Linked DNA regions of Mus musculus: regions 2, 3 and 4 are each linked to region 1. A link is a contact called in public Hi-C, HiCAR-type and HiChIP or PLAC-seq data. All regions are on one chromosome and are shown on one strand. Each heading gives the region's core, a stretch centred on a gene start, on an enhancer-like site or on the middle of the called end of the contact. The rest is flanking DNA. Distances are from core to core; before and after follow the strand shown.

What was found. Hi-C and Micro-C count contacts between places; a contact is called where the count stands out from the background. HiCAR-type assays count read pairs that join an accessible place to other places. HiChIP or PLAC-seq counts read pairs in DNA pulled down with a chosen protein or histone mark.
Region 2: a contact with region 1 is called in a HiCAR-type map of astrocytes, with 3 times the contacts expected there. The contact joins two enhancer-like sites. A contact is called at or near these places in 2 of 484 Hi-C or Micro-C datasets (the N1E-115 cell line and cortical neurons) and 3 of 115 datasets of contacts at active chromatin or transcription factors (astrocytes, embryonic basal ganglia and stem cell-derived neural progenitor cells).
Region 3: an H3K4me3 HiChIP or PLAC-seq map of embryonic forebrain shows a contact between it and region 1, with 6 times the contacts expected there. The contact joins the promoter of 4931403M11Rik here to the enhancer-like site in region 1. A contact is called at or near these places in 4 of 115 datasets of contacts at active chromatin or transcription factors (astrocytes, embryonic forebrain, embryonic midbrain and 1 more).
Region 4: a Hi-C map of the N1E-115 cell line shows a contact between it and region 1, with 6 times the contacts expected there. The contact joins two enhancer-like sites. A contact is called at or near these places in 8 of 484 Hi-C or Micro-C datasets (the 3T3-L1 cell line, the N1E-115 cell line, cerebellum and 4 more) and 5 of 115 datasets of contacts at active chromatin or transcription factors (the NIH/3T3 cell line, astrocytes, embryonic basal ganglia and 2 more).

What each region holds. Positions count from the first base shown.
Region 1 is chr14:25,225,257-25,228,666 of GRCm38.p6, reverse strand. No RefSeq gene overlaps it. Among named protein-coding and RNA genes, the nearest start is that of Gm32379, 15 kb to the right of the region's middle. Within about 2 kb of position 1,891, at least 221 of the 459 cell types and tissues checked have an H3K27ac peak or open chromatin away from gene starts, as enhancers often do. A contact at or near this core is called in the N1E-115 cell line, astrocytes, cortical neurons and 3 more, where this site is marked.
Region 2 is chr14:24,577,773-24,581,182 of GRCm38.p6, reverse strand. No RefSeq gene overlaps it. Among named protein-coding and RNA genes, the nearest start is that of 4931403M11Rik, 38 kb to the left of the region's middle. Within about 2 kb of position 1,507, at least 128 of the 459 cell types and tissues checked have an H3K27ac peak or open chromatin away from gene starts, as enhancers often do. A contact at or near this core is called in the N1E-115 cell line, astrocytes, cortical neurons and 2 more, where this site is marked.
Region 3 is chr14:24,615,984-24,619,393 of GRCm38.p6, reverse strand. 4931403M11Rik (a long non-coding RNA gene) reads right to left here and starts at 1,929. Exons shown (of 3, transcript XR_874411.2): 1 at 1,801-1,929.
Region 4 is chr14:24,642,632-24,646,041 of GRCm38.p6, reverse strand. No RefSeq gene overlaps it. Among named protein-coding and RNA genes, the nearest start is that of Gm31775, 21 kb to the left of the region's middle. Within about 2 kb of position 1,826, at least 25 of the 459 cell types and tissues checked have an H3K27ac peak or open chromatin away from gene starts, as enhancers often do. A contact at or near this core is called in the N1E-115 cell line and stem cell-derived neural progenitor cells, where this site is marked.

The sequences.
Region 1 (3,410 bases), core at 642-3,141:
AATGGATCTCTCTCTTCCTTCAAGTACACCACACGCACACTGCAAGCCGGATGCGTGCAGACACGGTAAAGCCTGCGGGATACAGCACTGACTGCCCTCCAGACTCCCTGGAGTAAAGGCACCAAGGATGGCTCCAGAGAAAAGGCAGGATGAGTTAGGCCTTGGAGGAGGACTGCGGGGTGGGACAAAGAGAGCAGGGGACGGAGCCACAAAAGCTTAACATGGTCTCAGCATCACACAGGGCCACAAGCACAGGCTCAGAGGAGAAGTAGGGGCACAGTGGGGCAGTGTCTGTGGGAAGATGAAAGTTTGGGGAGAGAGACTGAGGGTCAGACTGGGGTTTGGAAATATGAGCTTGAACATACTATAGCAATGGGTCAGGGGACATGTTCCTTCAGGAAAGTTAGGCCAGTCTCTGAGAAAGTTGTGTGGAAGGTGAGCAGCATGAGCAGTGGCTGGAGACTGACACAGTGCCAGAGAGAGGAAGCCGGGGCTGCAGGTTGGAAGCCTCGCCTATGGATGGCCTGGAGCCCCAATTAAGAATCTGCTGGAAGAAGCGCATGTGTCCAATATTGGGGCCTTTGGTGTGGAGGAGCTGGGAACCACTAGCAGTCAAACTCTGCTGCTGTTCCCAGCTCTGCCCAGCTTGCTAGCTGTCTGCATTTTCCTTTGCTTTCAGCCACGGTGACTTCCAACAGTGCTCTGCAGAATCTCCAGGACTTCCCAGAAGAGGCCCGTCAGAGTCTGCCTTACATGTAAAAGTTCTGCTTCAGATGTTTGTCATCTAAGAGATCCTGCCGTTAAAGTCCATGCCAGAAAAAAAAAATCAATGGATAAGCTTTCCAAGTTCCCATGTGGCTCTCTTACCACCCTGGGTGACTAACATGGCCTGGTTTGCCACACACAAGTTTCATTTTATCTAACCCCATGTTAAGATGACCACACCCAGATAAGCTAGAGGGTCGGTACCCTCAGTTTTAACATTCTGCTCTTAAAAGACAGGCTACCGTCTGGAGAGGTCACGGGGGGGGGGGGGGCGCGGCAGGCTGAACACTGGGGCTAGTGGCCTCTGCTGCCGTGGAAGTGGCAAGAGCCTCCTGAAGGAGTTGGGCAGGAGACCCCTAAGGCAACTGGGACAGCTACATGAGGCATGGGAGTCTCTGGAGCATAAGAGATTAGTTGATGCAGTCTGGATTGCTAGGACTGCTTCCCTGGGACTGGAGCCACTGGTCTGGTGTCAGGATCCAGAGAACCCTAATATCGTCTGCCTAACCCCACAGCAGCACATCCTCACGGATAGGCACAAGGCCAGAGATGTTCAAGGATAAGTCAGTGGCTCCACAGAGCATGTGCGGTTCAGGCTCCCTGCCCCACCAGACTTGCTCATCTCATCCGTGGAACTCCAGCTCCAGCTGTAGCCTCCCTCCTGGAGGTCAAGGATGGCACAAGGAAGGAGTGGCTTAGACACTAGCTGCTTCCCACTGGTCAGGGCTGCTACAGTGCTTCCTCTTGAAAAGAGGCTGGGAAATGGTGTGTTTCAGCTGAGTGGAACCAAATCAAGAGAGAGAGAGAGAGAGAGAGAGAGAGAGAGAGAGAGAGAGAGAGAGAGAGAGAGAGAGCACTCTTGTTTGGATAATTCGCGGAGTCCTCAGGAGGTTCTTAGAGGATTCTAAATACACTGGCCATCCAATCTCCCTATCACAGGAGCTTATGTCTCAGAGTCCCCTGGGTCCCAAGTGCCATAGATGCCAGGCTTGGCATGATCCACACTGCTGGGGTGCCACCAACAGGCTGCCGGAAACCCCATTTCTTTTCTCTTCCCAACAAAGCCAGATGGCAGGCAGTGTGACTCCATCTCCGGCAAAGTCCAGGGGACTTTGTCCCCTCCCTGCTTGGAAGGCTGTGCCCCCCTCCTGATGCACTTCCTGTGGCCCACAGCCCAGCCTCTCTGTGAGTGAGATCCGCCCTTCCCCCTCCCGCGCAAGCCCAGAGCGAGTCAGCCCATCTGGTTCTATTTCACTTCGTGTTACTCATCAGGATGTGTTTGCCAGGAGTTATTTGATGTTCAGGAAGAATTCTGAAGCTTTTGAAAAGAGGTAAATAAAATCCTTTATCCCCCAAAGAGTCGTGAAATTGTGTTTTGCTCAGGAGGTGGCAGGCAGCCATGTGAGGTCTGGAGGCCCCTGCCTAGCCAGGCACAGGGGCTGGAGTTTCAGGATTTGTTCTTCTGTCAGTCAGTCTGCATCTCCACTCCTCCAAGCCCTTCCTGATGCTCTCTGGGGATGCCCGAATTTGGGAACAGATGAGGGCTGCCTGTGGGGACAGCCCAGCCTGTCTCTTGCTCTTCAGCCAAGAAAGCTTTTAGGGAGCTCGCTCCTTCTGGTCCTCAGCCCTGTCACTCCACAGCCGTGCATATGAGCTCCAGGGGAGGGACCAGAGGGAGCCGTGTTCCCTGCCACAGAACAACCTGTGAGGGTGACTGACAGAGGGCCTGGGTTGGGGGAGCTCACCCCATCTGCTAGGGTCTGGATATCACAAAGCAAGGGAGCTGACATTCCTCCAAGCTCTTGTGAATGGCAACAGACATCATAGATGCTAGGAGACCCAGAAGGGCAGGCTCTGCCCCTGAGACTGTCCTACAGAGGAAGGTCCCACCCCCTTTAGCATCCATTTCTCCCAGAGTCCATGCAGCCTCCTATTTCTGCCCAGAGAAGTTTCAGTGCAATGTTGAAGTTATCCCTGACAAGGGCTGGATCCTCAGGTCTCCTTAATCCAAGGTGGACCCCTCTCTACCTTTCTGGGGGCCCTTAACCGTCCTGTTGAGAAGAGACCAATATTTGTATGATTGGTTGCTGCTTGGTCAGAATCTGAGGGTTTACTTCCACCCAAAACATCCCTATTCTATGCAATGCCCCCCACATAAGCAGCCAGGCAGAGGAGTGTGGGCTCACCCCTGTACCTCTTGATCTGTCCTCCCTATTTACAGGGATGCCAGAGGGCTCCTCCACAGCCCGGGGCAGTGTCATCTCAAATCCTACAGTACGTGAGGCTTCCCACCCACTGCATCCCTCGTGACAGCTTACAACCCTGACTATTAAACATTGATCACTCAAATTTAACATCCTATCTTCCCTTTGATATCTTCAACTGCTCTCTGCATAAGACAACAAGCCTCTTTCTGCAGCTCCGTATGAGGGAGACTTCAAAGACTTCTTCCAGGTCCCTCAGCACTGCAGTTCTGGGATTCTGCCAGCGAGACTGTCAGGAGGAAGGTTTAAGGCATCCTCTGCTGGCAGCATCTTTGGGACTCAGGCCTGTGGGGAAAGCTCCATGCATTAAGTCCTGGATTCTGGAGTGATCTGTGCATCATTGGGAAGTCAGTCAATGGCATGATAATTCTTTTCTAGAAG
Region 2 (3,410 bases), core at 258-2,757, 650 kb after region 1:
GAGCAGAAATGGATTCTACCAGAATAGTGTTGTAAAGAGAAAAGGAGAGCCAAAGACTTCCATCTCAGTATCTTTTATTTCCTGGTGGGTTTGGGCTCTGCTCTTTTTTGCATGACCAGCGGACAGATCATTGTCACCCAATCCATACACACACACACAAACCACAAATGCTCACCTGGTGAAGACAATAACAATACAGGTGGATCAGTTTGTTTTCAAGCTGCAACTCACATCTGTGAAAGGGAGCAAATAGAATGCCTCCCACATGTCAGGACCAACGTCCCATGCCAGGATGGGTGCACAATCTCCAACCCTCAGAGCTCAAGGACACAAAGTTGACATTTCAGGCAAACATCACATGGGGCTCTTTTATCCAGAGCCCATGAGAGGATCATGAGGAGAGAATGAAGGGGATGTTTAGGCAAACCAGGAGAGAAGAAACATGGGCACGAAGACATGCAAGGTATAGGACAGGCTTTCTGCACATAGTGACAGGCTTTTCAGGACATCCTGAGTGATAGTTGACTTTCTCTCTGATGTATCTGCTGCTATAATAGCTTGTCAAGATATTGTATTAATATTAATTAACATTAATATATATTAATATAATATACAAATAATAAGGAAATAGTTCCTGACCAGGTATGGCAGCACATGCCTTTAATCCCAGAATCTGGAGTCAGAGGCAGGTAGATCTCTATAAATTTAAGGTAGCCTACATAGTGAGTCCAGTACAGCCATTGCTATACAGAGAGACTCTGTTTCAAACAAATAGAGAGAGAGAGAGAGAGAGAGAGAGAGAGAGAAGGAGGGAAGGAGGGAAGGAGGGAGGGGAAGGAAGAGAGGGAGAGAGGGGGGAGGGAGGGAGAGGAGGAAGAAAGGAGGGAAAGAAGGAAAGAAAAGAAAAATGCATATTTTCTAGGTTTGGGGGACTAGGTTTATTTGGCATACATATGTATATGTTGTATACATGTGTGTGAACATGCATGGGTGGATATGTGTCCATATGTGTGTGTAAGATTAGAGGGCAGATGCTAAACGTTCTGTATGCCACTCTCTGCCATAGTCTCTTGAGACAGGGTTTCTCACTGAGCCTAGAGTTCACCAACTTTTTTAGTTAGGCTGTCTGGGCAGTAAACTTCAGGATTCCTACTGCTTCCATGCCCCTCAGCACCAGAAATAGAGATGTGCATGGCCATGCCCAGCTTTTATGAGGGTGCTTGGATCCAAACCGAGGTCCTCATGCCTGTGCAGCTAGTGTCTTACCCACTGAGCCATCGCTTCTGCCCCAGTGACAGAATAGATGATAAATCCCATGGCTTGGGCCCTGGGATGAGGGAGTTGGACCTTATTCAACATGAAGAATCTCCAGGGTCTGGGAGCAGGCACAGAATGCTGATGCTGGAGTCAGGGAGTTGGCTGTTTCTGTGAGCAGCTAACAGTTTCCCTTGCAGAACTTGCTTCCTTTCACCAGGATTCCAGCTGTGTTTGCAAGCAGGCGTCAGTAGGGCCTCCTACCCCTCAGCTTCTCACACCCAATAGGCCCTCTCACAGTTCCCGGCCAGCAGGGAGGCTGCTTAAGGGTTATTCAGGTGCAAACAAAGCATCGGGCTTTCTCCAGCAGACACAGTGCTGGTAGGAATGGGCCACACACAGCTCAGTCTGATGCCTTCCTGCTGTGTACCTGAGCAAGCCTGGCCCCGCCATGGTGTGTAGTGATTACCCAGAACGGATCTAGTTTGGAGTAGGAAGCACAGTTTGGATGATTCCGTTTGCTGGATGGAACAGATCCACCTCTGTCCACCCTGGGGCTCGCTGACAATCTAGAAGCCGAGCCTCCCCAGCTATCCCCTTTGATGATGCTGTTCGAACTACTCTATAAATACATATTTCCTGAATAAAATAAGGATTTTTGTCTCCCTTGCAGGAAACTGTACTCTTCTTGCTTCAAAATAGCTGGAACTTGAGAGCCATATTGTTTAACAAGCTGATGGAAACCCAAAGGGAAATGAATCCTGAGATATGCAAAATACATGACATCTTCCCACGAAGAAACAAAACAAAACAAGAAGCCACAGCAGCCCACATGAGCCTCACAGGCCTGCTCTCCAGAGCACAGAAGCCTCCTCGCCCTTGGCAGCCAGGCCAGGAACACCCCCTATCCTCACCATCTGGCATTTTTGTCTGCAAAGCACAGGCTTGCTATCCTGGGCGGCCTGCCACCCTGACGACAGAGCCCTGACAACAGAGCCCAGGCACAGGAGACAGCAGCACGCTGCACCCTCCCTGCTGCAGTCCCAGACACACACATGCACACACATGAGCACACACAGGTGCACATATACACGTGTACAGGACAGAACGAAACTTTAGAGCCCCCACCTACTCTCTGGTCTTGCCAAAGTGGGTGCAGGCCAGGCCTGCCCGGCATCTCAGCTCTTCCTAACACCATCTTTTCCACTCACCAGCCAAGGAGGGCAGATGTCAGGGGGAAGTGAGGGAGGGAGGAAACAGCTTAGGGCTGCCAGCAGGACTGGAGGGAGGAAGCAGAGCCCTAGAGAGTGCATCAGGCAGGTGGCAGAGGGGGACTCATTTGCTGGGCCATCTGTTGGGAGCAAAGAGAAGACCCCTAACTCCACAGCCCAGGCCCTCCCCTGCACAGACACTCTCTCACACACACATGCGGCACCAAACACAGATGCTGATGCCAACACAAGGACCTAGGAATATGGCCAAACACATACACAAGTATCCACACATAAACATCCACACCTGTATATACCAGTATACACATACACACACATAGCACCCTTCCCATGCAGATGCTGCCATCAACATGTAAAACCACATATGCACATATGCACACACATGCACTCACACATATTCGTGACCATGTGAACACACACACACAAATGCCCATAACTACACCAATGAAGTCATCTATACTCATGTATATGTGTAATGCTACTGGTGTACAGACACATGCACACACATACACACTTTCTCACATGTATGCATATCCATTCATACATCATATAAGTGCCTATACAGGAATACTGAAATCCCTAGTCACATAGGTTAATACCTCATTGCCCACTGATACCAATGGGCCTGGTTCCATCTTTTCTTCCATGCCGCTGAGATCCTCAGTACTTTAGGTAAAGCAATACACTGACTGCATAAAACCTACATCGCTCCATATCCTCCTGGAGTCTCCACATCACCTCTGGACGACTGATTGCAGCAGTGTGTGAACAATGGTCATGCTGCATCATATAAGGGATCATGACACAGAGGGAAGTGAGTGTGTGGTGGGTACGGGTGCAATTTCATTTCAACTCTATTCAGTCCAAGGATGACTCTACCCATGCATGCAGAACTCGCAGACCTGGAAGAATGACTCTTGTCTC
Region 3 (3,410 bases), core at 680-3,179, 610 kb after region 1:
ACGAGAACTTGCGCACCCCCTCCAAAGCTGTGGTCAAAATTCCCCCAAGACAGACAAGGCAAGGCAGACTCCTGAACCCAGGTAGAAGAGGCTCAGTCCACTCTGTCACACACCCTGGTCTCATCAGGGAAACTTGGACCTCAACCTTTATAGACATTTGACCTCAAAAAGGGGGGAAAGAAAAAGGAAAGAGAGAGAGAGAGATCAAAAGGCTATGTTAAGAAATGTAGCAGTTGCTCAGAATAATGTCCCCAAAGTGTGACAGACAAAACTGTGAGACCCCACCCCACCCCACCCCCATCCAGAGCCAGGAAGTCCACAGTGACCTCTCAGAGCACCACGTGGCTGGAGATCTCACCCACATCCTTCCTAGAGAAGGCAAGCACGTCACACACACACACACACACACACACACACACACACACACACACACACACACACACAGAGCTGCCTGCAGCCTGGATTCCTAGCAGCCACTCCAGCTTCCCCTCCTCCCAGCATCTCTCTTGCAGGGAAATAGTCCAAAGCTGGCTGTTCTGATAAACTGGAGGCTTGGGGACTTTCTTCAAGTGCCTTGTAAATGGAAGCGTCTCCGAGCGACAGCTCTTGGTGTTCAATGAGATTATATTTCTTATTTAAATCGCTGATTGGAGGCTTGGTTTCAAAGTTAGATGCTGTGTACCCCTGGCCTGCTCTGGGCTCCCGGGGAGAGGCAATATAGCACTGCATTGTGTAGCATCCTTCCAAGCCCTCACTCCCATTCAGATGCCTCCAGGATGGAGAGCCTCGCACACATGCACGCACACACGGGGATGAAAGCTACCTCCCCTCCTGGTTTGGGAGCGAGAGATTATGCTTTTCATTCCAGAGTGCCTTCTCTATGGCTCCCCACCACGCTCTGCACCAGCCGGCTCCCCTCTCAAAGCGAAGGGGAGATAAAAGGCAATGTGTGCTTCATCCCACCTCCGGGGAGAGCTCCACTCAGTCCTTTGTCAGAAGAGGATAAGCGCCACCATTTTTGAAGGATTGTTGTTCAGAGTGCTCTGTTGGGAGGTTTGTGAAGCCCCACCCCCAACAACCAAGCAAGCATGCCGTTGTCCAACCATCCCTAAATGAGGTCCTGGCTGGGGAGATGCATCTTCTCAATAGGTGCCATCCCCTTGGGGTCATGGTGGGGAGCCTGGTATCCCCGGCTCTCCAGGAAAGCCAAGGTTTGCACAGGGTTGAACTCTGCCGGATCTATGCAGACCCTCCAAAGACCCAAGCTCTTCATTTTGGGGGAAATTTTGCAGTTCATTGTGTGTCAGAATAATATATTAGTAACAGCAGCCTCTAGACTGTGTGCAATTCATCCCCCTTCCATCCTTTGTCTGCTGGGAAACACAGGGGCTTGTTGGGGCATCTTTGAGACAGACTGGGGCCCTATCTAAAGCATTTCTAGGATTTTGGACTGTCCCAGAGACTCAGACAAGATAAAGGCCAGTGCTGGTCTTGAAGGATGCCCTGCTCTGCCTTCACTAGCAGGAGCTGCAGCACCAGGAAGATGGTTGATATGCCAGGCACATCCTGTGCCTCACACATCCAGGGACCGCAATCAGGTAGCTGATAAGAATGCAAGTCACATCGCCTGGACCATTGCCGCAGTGAACTGATTCATGCTGCTACTTTGAGGTGGGAGAAGGGACAGTGGGGCCCAGAGACAACCCAGCCTGGCTCTATTATACAGCTGCTGCTCTCAAGCTGAAATATCCCATCCTCTCCCACTCCCTCTCTTGCTGCCGAGCTGGCTCTGGCTGCTACCTGCAAAGCCTGAGGATTCTGGCCCCGGGTTCTGACTGAACAATGGCATTATGTGATGTATAAAGAGTACCCGGGCAACGGAGACAGGCATGGCTTAATTCGCTCAGTGCCCAGTGGCTTTTGAACGCTCCTGCATTCATCCTTTATCCTGAGCAGCCCCTGGCCTCTCCCCTCCCATTTATTGCTCAGCCGCCCTCATCACAATCTCTCCCCAGTCTGCAAGGGAGCTGATGGCTATGAATGAGAGCTAGGAAAGGAAGGAGGGGGCGACAAAGACCCTCTGATAACCAGAAAGACTCCTGATTGTGGGTGAAGAGATCTGAGGTTTGGTCTCTGGTGCCATCACTCATGAGGGAACCTTGGGCTCATCTCTCGTCAGCTTCAGGTTCCCTTTCCAAGAGAGTCAGGAAGAAAGTCCAACAGGAGCTTTGCCAGTTCTGACATTCTCTCACGTGAATACACACAGCTTGCGTGGCAGCATTCTGGTCTCATGTCTTAGTCACAAAGGTACTCCACTGTATCAGAATATTTTCCTTGGCTGTGACCTCAGGCCAGGCCACAGGTCAGGACAGAAGATAACACAGGTGAGTCCCATGATCCATTGCTGCTACCCCCTCATCCCTGCTGATCCCAGCTCCGCATTTGTTATCTCAGAAGAATAAGAAACCCAGTTCTTCCTCCTCCTGCTGCTCCTCCTCCTTCTCCTCCCCCTCCTCCTCTCCGTCGTCCTCCTTTCCTCTCCCCTCCTACTTCTTTTTTTTAAAAGAAAGCAGACATGTGAACTTGCCTGTGAAGACATTGTTTTAAAATGGCAGACCAAATAAAACTCACCAGAAGGCTGCATCTGACAGCACCTTTATCTTAAGCTCAGAACTGACACAAGCCCAAGCAAGAACCTCAATTCCACTCTGATGTACACAACCCTGGCATCGGGCCTAACCCTCAGAGGATAAGGACACCTGACTGTGATTTCTTTGAGAGAAGAAGCAACCCACAGTGGGTCCCCTACTGTCAGCTATCCGGCTAGCTAGCATCTGGCTAGCACCACACTGCCCCGATTCCCACGGGTTAAGGGTGGGCTCCTCCAGAGCCCACTGTAGTCACCACCCCCCAAACACACACACACACATGATTCCAGAGCTTTAGATCCCCATTTTGCAAAGACTGAAGGAGCCAATGAAATGCTGCTTGTCTGAATTCCTATTTGTCCAAACAGATTCTCAGCCTCCACGTCCGGCCTTCCTAGTGAAGCCTGCCAGGGATGGAAAAGAGACTGGGGAACTTCAGGCAGGCATAGATTCCACAGACTCACACACTGGCTATATCATTCTATGAGCCTAGCTTAAAATCATTGTCCATGTTCATAGCACTCTCGGAAGACATAAGCTGATTATCATAAGTACTGAACAACTAATATTTGCTGACACTGGGGTGAAATATTAGGTGCAAGGAACTCTGTGAAGAATGCAAGAGAAGACAATGTTTCCCACCCATTCTTACAATAACACCCAGACAGCAGTCATCCTAAGGCTGCATTTAAGCCTCTCTGGTGCTAATGTGGGAAAGCTATCTTATAGGCCCACGCAGCTGTCAGAAGTATCTCTTCCTCA
Region 4 (3,410 bases), core at 577-3,076, 580 kb after region 1:
ATGCAGAGGCCCCTTCCCACTGTTCCACAAACCAATATATGGTGCAAGCCTGGCCAGCCCTGTCTATCCTCCCTTCTTGAGCTACTCTGTACAGAGACCTGGGGCCATCGTGCCAGCCTGGGCCTGGAATCTCCTATTTCAGCCCTCCAAACTGATTGTTTTTAAGCTCCTGTCCCTTCAGATTCTCTCTCTCTCTCTCTCTCTCTCTCTCTCTCTCTCTCTCTCTCTCTCTCTTTCTCTCTCTCTCTCTGTCTCTCTCTGTCTCTGTCTCTCTCTCTCTTTCTCTCTAGTCTAGGGAAGGGGCAGGTGGGGGGGGGGCGGAGATGATGAAGTCCTGAATGAATGTGTACTGTTGTCATGAGCACAGTCATGTCAAAGATGCCAATATATTCAAGATGACCTCAGCCTCAGAGTAGAACAGAGACACCCCCACCCCTACTACCCAGCCTGTTTGTGTTGAATACCATAAATGTGATGAGCTTCAGGGCTGCTGGTGTGTCTCCATCAGAGTGCATAGCCCACCTAATCCCAGCTTTAGGTGACCTATATGTGCCATATCTCCATTCCCTGTCAGGTCATTCCCTGCCGCAGTCAGGTCAAGTCCAAAGCCATGCAGGTCTTAGCAGGTATGCAAATGCCTACCAACTAGATCAGACGCTCTCCTCAACGGGAGAAGATCCCCTTTGAACATCTGGTCAACTTCTCAGGCACAGATTTATTGCCAAAGAGGAAATCTGTCCAAGACCATACAGCCAACTAGGCAGTAATTTTGGAAACTACCTGAAGGCAGCCATGCTTGTCCCCTAGGGGAGGGTCCTCATCCTTCTGTGTCACTGGACGGGGGCTGTCGTATGCTGCACACACTCATGAGCATGTGTGTGCCGGGGACTAGAAGTCAGTTTTGTATAACTTCCTTTCACAATTCAGAAGCTTGCTGCTTCAGCTAAACTGACTGAGCAGAGTCCCCAGGACCTTCTGTCTCAGCTCCTAGTCCTGAGATTACAGGCACATGCTACGCGCCCATCTTGTTCCATATGTGCTGGGGATTTGAACTTGGGTCCTCATGCTTATGCAGCAAGCACTTTAGTCACTGAGCTATCTCCCCACCATGGCCTCTTGCTTCTTGATGCAAGTCCTAAGTAGAGAGAGATCTGAGTGTAAAACTGCCTTTCTCCTGTGCCCCGTGTTTGCTTTCTACTCGCAGGAGTCCAGTGAGCCTCAGTCCACAACTGCTGGGTACATCTTCAAGGTAGGCAGGGCCAAAGGTAACCACTGAGTCCCCTGAGAGGGGTCCAGGATAATACACCACCAACACTGGGTCAAACCAGCTCTGACTCACAGAGGGAGGCTGATCCAGAAGACGGCAGATCAAGGAAAGCACAACCCCCTGTATACTCAGCCTTAGTTCTGGGGAATCCTTTCAGCCAGAGACTGCTCAGATCTGGGCAGAGGCATAAGCATCCTGACTGTCACCGGGACACACTCAGCCAGCGAGGCCTCCAAGCTTCTGCAACTCCTTGGGCTTCATCCCTCCCTTCTGGAGTTTACAACCTGGGACTTTTTTCTCTCCCAGAGAAGTCTTGATGCACTTTTCTTTCTCACACAGAACCTAATGTCTGGTACATCTAGTCAGAGCTCTAAAGACCGGCCAGCTTACCTCCCTGAGGCACCGAGTGCCTGAGTACACAAAGCCCACAGCAGGTGCTGGCTTGCATCTCATTTGCATATGGTTTGCATATGCTTTCTGACTTCTCACAATACCCAGGGACCGTCCTCTAATCTACAACTCAGAACTTCCTGGCATTTACAGTCCCTGCCAACTGGCACCAGGCACCTCAGTGCTATGGCCTTTTGTTTTCTTAGCTTAGAAAGGGTTTTCAGCAGTACATTAGCTAGCCCAACTCAAAACTTTTCAAAAGAGACCTTCTGGTGTCATGGATCACCTTGCTTAAAATTCCCTGATGACTAGAGTTTGCAAGTTGGTTGCCGAGCGACCCTTTACTCTCCTTCTCTACCTGCAAAACTCCTATGTAGTCCTCAAGGCCCCACTAGAACAAGGACTCCTGTAAAGTCTCTCTCTGTTAACTTCCCACCCCAGTGCTCTGAGCACCATCATCGCCTCTCGGACATATCAGTGGGTAAAGTGCAAACACAAGGACCTGGGTTCAAGTCCCCAAAACCCACTTAAAATGCTGGGTGCAGTAGAACACACCTGTAATCACTGTACTGGGAGGAGACATGATTCCAGGAGCTTCATGGCCACCCTGGCTAGGCTCTAGGTTCAGCAAGGGACTCAGTTGAAACATTAAGGTGTAGAACGATTGAGGACACCCGACTTTAACCTCCAAGTGCACTGCACACAAGAAGGTATCACACAACCCTCACCCCCCCACACACACACACACACCACACACAAAGAGTATGAAGGCAGAGTTATCAAACCATGAATGACATTGTCTTGCCCCTATCTTTCCTTTTAGTGAGTTCACTGAGGAACCATGGGTTGGCCCCATCTTGTCAGAGGATGGAGAGATAGCTGCTTAAGCAATGTTTGATGCATGAAGTCATGATCTTCAGGGTCTTCCTATCCAAGCATTCTGAGTCTCTCACTCTAACAACTAGCTCTGAGTGGGTTAATACTAGTATTCCACTTGTGTTTTTACAATTCAAATTAATAGCCTAGAGCAGAGGACTCCCCAGCAACCCAACTCCAGATGGACAGTCGTTTGCTATGGAATGCCCACCTTTTCCAAAGGAACATCCCAGCCAAAGCCCTGGTCTCTGGACCCACAGGTGATGGAGACCCTGGGTCTGAGCTGCTGTCTGGGAAGCAAATTGACACTCAGAGAAATTTACCACCATCTAATTGGCAGCTCTGGGTACAGTCAAGGGCAGTAGATTAAGTGTTTTCCTGTAAATCAGGTTTATGATTTGCACTGGAGAGGTAATTGTTAAAACTGTTCGTTTTACCCGCAAATAGCAGCTGAAAGAAACCAATTTAGGAGCGACAGATTGGTTTTGATTCTAAATGTAGTGCTAAAACAGTTAATTTTAATAACATCCATTGGACAAGAGTCTGCCTGTTACTTAATACCATAGTCAACAATTTGAAAACTGTGTGTTCAGCTGACACTTCTTTTACCAAAAATTAATCCCAACCCCCACTCCACCCCACCCCATGGGGTCATCTCTCAGCAGGAAGTTGCAGGTTCCTACAGAAGGATTCTGCCTTCTTTCCAACTTTACCAGCCTTGCTGAGCTGTGAGGCCACCAGAAGATCAGCTGTAGGCAAAAACAGAAGGGACCTAGAAGGTTGGAACCACACCACAAGGGCCCCTTGCCAATGTAAGAACAGCCTCTGTAGCAAATGGGATCATGGTGGAGAGTTTCTGCCCACATGCAGATGCCTG